Regions from separate parts of the Sus scrofa genome. Here region 1 is linked to region 2. The links are chromatin contacts, called in public HiChIP or PLAC-seq maps. All regions are on one chromosome and are shown on one strand. The core of a region is the stretch at or near the end of the contact, and the rest is flanking DNA. Distances in the headings are between cores, read along the strand shown.

The links. HiChIP or PLAC-seq counts read pairs in DNA pulled down with a chosen protein or histone mark.
Region 1: an H3K27ac HiChIP or PLAC-seq map of alveolar macrophages shows a contact between it and region 2. The contact joins two enhancer-like sites. A contact is called at or near these places in 12 of 47 Hi-C or Micro-C datasets (alveolar macrophages, brain, embryonic fibroblasts and 9 more) and 1 of 2 datasets of contacts at active chromatin or transcription factors (alveolar macrophages).

Annotation. Positions count from the first base shown.
Region 1 is chr9:49,802,704-49,805,403 of Sscrofa11.1, reverse strand. CRTAM (cytotoxic and regulatory T-cell molecule) reads right to left here. Exons shown (of 10, transcript XM_021063022.1): 7 at 1,564-1,647. Among named protein-coding and RNA genes, the nearest start is that of CRTAM, 22 kb to the right of the region's middle. Within about 2 kb of position 1,358, at least 1 of the 83 cell types and tissues checked has an H3K27ac peak or open chromatin away from gene starts, as enhancers often do. A contact at or near this core is called in alveolar macrophages, where this site is marked.
Region 2 is chr9:49,546,253-49,548,952 of Sscrofa11.1, reverse strand. No RefSeq gene overlaps it. Among named protein-coding and RNA genes, the nearest start is that of UBASH3B, 83 kb to the left of the region's middle. Within about 2 kb of position 1,317, at least 12 of the 83 cell types and tissues checked have an H3K27ac peak or open chromatin away from gene starts, as enhancers often do. A contact at or near this core is called in alveolar macrophages, where this site is marked.

The DNA.
Region 1 (2,700 bases), core at 109-2,608, 260 kb before region 2:
CCACATGTGCTAATATAATACTGTGTTCAGGGACTCCCAGGTAGGAGTGGTGTCTGAGGTGGTCAGGAAAGTTTTCAGTAAGGATATTGGCCTTGAAGGAGGGGTGAGGAGAGGAGGGGCGTGGACTTTCCTTTCATCGGGGCAGTTAGGGCAAACGGGCAGGGCAATCAAAATGGGGTGTTTTTGGAAAAATATGTGTAATCTGGTCAGGACTTTATAGAGACAGGACAGCACTGATGGATGGTAGCGTGGACCTCATGAAGGGTTTAAGGCTCAGGCTCTGTGTTGTAGACTGTGAGCCAAAGAGGTTCTGTGGACATAGGCGTCAAGACTGCAGAAGGCTGCTTTGAGAGGAAGGTGCTGAAAATGGACCAGAGGAGAAACGAAAGTTACAGCACTTCATGCAGGACGTGATGAGAGTCTGGATCAGGGAAGTGGCAGAGATAGTGGACAAAATACCTAAAAGAGAAGACTGGAGAGTCCTTAGAAACCTACTGATTTTATATGTGTGTATCTATACACTCACACACATATACAAGAGAGAAGACGACACCAAAGGTTTGAGTGTGATGCTTTGGACAGGCTGATTTTGTGGGAAATGGTGCTATTTCATTTTAAGCCACGTTGAGTTTGAGGAGATGGCAGGAAGTTCAGCCAGAGATGTTTGGGAAATGGAATGAAACAGGACTAACGCCCAGGAGAATGTCCTACAAATACAGGTATGGAAATCTGCCGGGTGCCACACAGACAATCTTGGGGATGAGGAAACTCTTTAAGAATCAAGGAAGGGAAGTCCTATTGTGGCTCAGTGGTGATGAGCCCAACTGGTAGCCTTGAGGATGTGAGTTTGATCCTTGGCCTCCCTCCGTAGGTTAAGGATCCAGCATTGCCATGAGCTGTGGTATAGGTCACAGATACGGCTTGGATCCTGCATTGCTGTGGCTGTGGTGTAGGCCGGCAGATGCAGCTCTGATTCGCCCCCTAGCCTGGGACATATGCTACATAGTCCACACGTGTGGCCCTAATTACGCAAAAGAAAATTTAAGGAAATAGGAGTTCCCATTTTGGCTCAGTGGGTTAAGAATCTGACAGTGTCCACGAGCATGTGGGTTTGATCCCTGGCCAGGCTCAGTGGATTAAGGATCTGGTGTTGCCCCAAGCTGTGGCATAGGTCACACATGCAGCTCCAATTGGCTGTCTAGCATGGGAACTCTCATATGTCCTAGCTTCAGTCCTAAAAAAAAAAAAAAAAAAGAAGAAGAAGAAGAAAAAGAAAAATTAAGGCAATGACTGAGGATAGGGAAGTAAAATCCAATCTACATGGAAGAAGCCGGAGGAGGAAGGGAAGTTAGTTAGTGGATACAAGAAGCGTGGTCAGCAAAAGTAGCAGGACCAGGCAGAGTATGTCCAGGAAGCCAGGGAGACAACTAAGGGAACAAGGGAGTGATTAACCAATAGAAAGATCAAGAAAAATGAGGACCTAAAAAGGCTACTGGATGTATTGATTAAGAGGTTAAAATGTCAACTGTTTATTCTAGATAAATAAGTGGTGGGGACACTTACCAGTGATGAAGTAAGAGCCTTGAGTGGTTTGTTCTTCCTCTTCCTTGTCAATCTCTGATGTCCTAGACTCTTCCACTACTGCAACTAATGTGAAAATAAGACATGTTATATGTATATATATATGACCATGTTGTATGTTATGTATGTGTGCAAATATAGCAAAGCATCTTTGGAAACCAAATTAAATGATCCTCATTAAAAAACAAAGCAAGGTCATTTTTGAACTACTGACTTTGTCCAAAAATAGTTGCAAATGGTTAGGTTCACTTTACCTTATTTATTTATTTATTTATTTTAAAGGTAAATGTTTGTTGTTGTTGTTGTTTTGTCCTTTTAGGGCCCCACCTGGGGCATACGGCAGTTTCCAGGCTAGGGGTCAAATCAGAGCTGTAGCTGCCAGCCTATGCCACCAGCCACAGCAACGCCAGATCCGAGTTGCGTCTGCAACCTACACCACAGCTCATGGCAACGCCAGATCCTTAACCCACTGAGCGAGGCCAGGGATCGAACCCGCAACCTCATGGTTCCTAGTCGGATTTGTTTCCACTGCACCATGATGGGAGCTCCTAAAGGTAAATGTTTATTGGACACATACTCTATGCCAGGCCTTAGACTCACCATTTGGTATGTATTATTCTCTGAGCAAACAGGTTTGGAGAAGTTCGGAAAATTGTCTAAAGTCCTATAGCAACTAAGTGACAGAGCCAGTATTGAATCTCAGAACGCAAAATTGAAATGTTATTTTACACTTCCTTCCTGAGTCAGGCTTGTTAGTCGAGAGAGTTTGACGATGAACTGAAGAATGGCATCCCAAGCCTCATGGACAGAAAACCTACTCTCTGAAATGCTCAAAGCCATGATGTTTATGTTGAAAATTGGCTCAGTTGTCTTTCAAATCCATACTTGCTTTCCCCCTTAGAAGTGGGGTGCACTATGATGACTTTGCTAGGTAAGGGAAATTATGAAAATAAGAGATCTATTTTCCTGGTTTTGTGGTTCCTATTCCCTCTTTTCTGTGGGCTTTTCCCCTCCCTGCAGTCTCTTAGTTTTCGGCCCATTGCACAGCGCCACAATGGGGACCCCAAGGGGAATGAAACCACCCATTCTTCTATTGAAAATGGGTTATTAACAGTAATA
Region 2 (2,700 bases), core at 68-2,567:
TATAGAGCTGTGTTCTCCCATCACTTTTACTTCTCTGCACAGAATCTTCCTTCCCACTTGCTGCCCAACTTTCTGATTTTTTCCCCCTAATAGATGCAGCAGCTGAATGTGAACCGCATCATTTCCCCTTGGTCCCCTTCTGCTCACAGATGTTGTCATCCTCCCAGTTGAAATTTAGGTCTGATCTGTGGCCTTTCAGTTTGTATTTATGTCATTTGTACTGTCTTATAGTCACTGATATAAAGGCTCCACACCTGCCTGCCTTTGCTCATGTAGTTTTCTCACTTCCAGAAATTTCTTCTACTTGTTCTCCCAAAACAACTCCATTCTAAATTATCGTGCATGTGGAGCTTAGGGCCGTTCCCTAAGGAATACTGAACATTGAGTTCGGGATAATGTGAATGAGGTCTTTACATCAGCCACCGGCAACAGTGATAATTAGGAAGAGAGGAGAGGGGAGGAGAATGGTACTAACGGGTTCTGAAGCTGACAACGGGAAGAGGCCCAGGAGGAGAGGCAGGAATAGACTCCCAGAGGCAGTGTAGGATATTGGAAGGAATCTGGGCAGAGGTCAGTACACTGTGTCTACTGTGTCCCAGTCTGTGCTCTTCTAGGAGATACTCTGGACCATCTACCTGATGTCTCCAGGATACAGTTGCATCATTTGGAGAATATGGGATTTGAACCAGATGACCTCGAACTCACATCTAATCATTTGGAAGTTCTGCAATTCTGACAGAGGCTTATTTAACTCTAGGATCTGAGAGGGAGAGGCTATTATTCGTCCTTTTCACATTATCATACATTAATTCCTTTAGGGTGCTTTCTCAGAATCTGATGTAGCCTGACACTGAAGGAAATTGAGTTTGGATGGGAAGGTAGGAACAGAGCGTGGAATTTGGAAGCATGAGGATGTTTTTTAAGGAAAGGGGATGAAGGCCCACACGAGGGCACTGGTGAGGTTCCATTATCCTCTTTTAAGGGATGGGAAACAAGATCAAGAAACATTAAAATGTCACCTGGCTAGCAAGGGAGGTGGTCTGAATTTGAACCCCAATCTGTTCAATCCCAAAGTGTAGTAGAGGGGTGATTTGGGAAGTGAAAGTAAAACGCAGAAGGAAGGAAGGAAGGAAGGAAGGGGGGCGGGAGGGAATGAGGAAGACAGGGCTGACCCTGGGTATTCTGAATAGTCCCTCAGGCCAAACTGAAATAGGGAAAAAAATGATACTGTTTTTTTCCATCCTCTGCACCCACAGATGTCCCTGAGTTCTTTCCTAGGCTCTGTGGTCTTGGCCTAGGACAAGGAAGTGATGACTTTAGCAAGATGTTCTCAGGAAGACGTGGGCCTTTTTAGACAGCCAGTCAGTTCCTCCTACGACAAAGCATTGGGGGGAGAATCCAAGATTTACTCAGATTTTTGAAATGGGGGATTTTAAAGAAAGTTGACCACATGCGATGGCTGAGTCTCTTGCTCAGATAACAGTGAAGCCTTAGGGTAGTGCTTTGGCTCTAAGGGTGCACAAATAGTCCGCTGTGATAGTCACTGGATCTGCAAGGCAGCAGAGACTATTTAGGTCCTCACGGACCTACCATTTGGGCAAGCCAGTAACCGGAAGTCAAAGGTCTGCCGATACACTGACTGCTAGGTTCCGGCAGGCCTGACCCTATCAGGTACTGGTGGGGCCAGAAGATCGGTGTAATAAAGTGTCGTGTAAAGTCCTCAGGTGTGTTACATAAACAGAAAGGTCTTGTCTGCAAAAATCTACAAAGAATCAGCTCGCACACACCACTGGGTGGCAGTATGGCGCTCCTCTTTGTTTCTAGTTAGTGGCTCTATTTTCCTGGACCTAAGGTATCAGATTCCATTCCATTACACCAACTACATTTTCCTCCTTCCCTCCCTCCCCGAGCGTCCCTGTCCTGAGCTTCAGGTGTGTGTGTGTGGAGGGGGGGTTGCTGGTGGGGGTTGGAGTTAGAAGGGAGAAGGATAAATATTTAGGATCAATTATGTCCCCTCTTTTCCTAACATCATCAGCTAGGTTAGGTCTTTGTTTTATTAATAGAGATTTATAATGAATAATATTTTTTAAAAGATGGCAAGCCTAAACACAACACCATGGGGGAAGTTCATTTCTAGGCTGAAATGTAAAATACCTCTGTTCAAAATACTCCTTGCGGGAAGATTCTAAAAAGAGGAAACAAGATATTTTTTGAAAGATGAACGGGTGATTTTTGCCTAGGGAGAATGGGCAGAGGCAGCAGAAGGTGGAGCCTTGCGAAGCCAAGTGTAGAGCTGCTCTGCCATCTGGTGGACAAAGTGGCACCTGACGTTTGTAAACTCCATACATAGTTTCCAGACTTTTAGATTTTTATGAATTACAAAATAAGAAAAACAAGGCAAACAAAAAATCCCAGAAGAATCTCGAATAAATAAAGTCAGATCATGGTTGCAACTTTTTTTTTATTTTGCTAAGCAATATTTTAAAAAAATCCAACATCTGTGGTTACCATTATCTTGAAGGACAATAATTCACAAAGAGTTTCAGAAAAATAAAAGGGCAGCCTTTTTTTTTTTTTTTGTCTTTTTTAGGGTCGCACTGTGGCATATGGAGGTTCCCGGGCTATGGGTCTAATTAGAGCTGTAGCCCCCAGCCTACGCCAGAGCCACAGCAACGTAGATCCCAGCAACATCTGTGACCT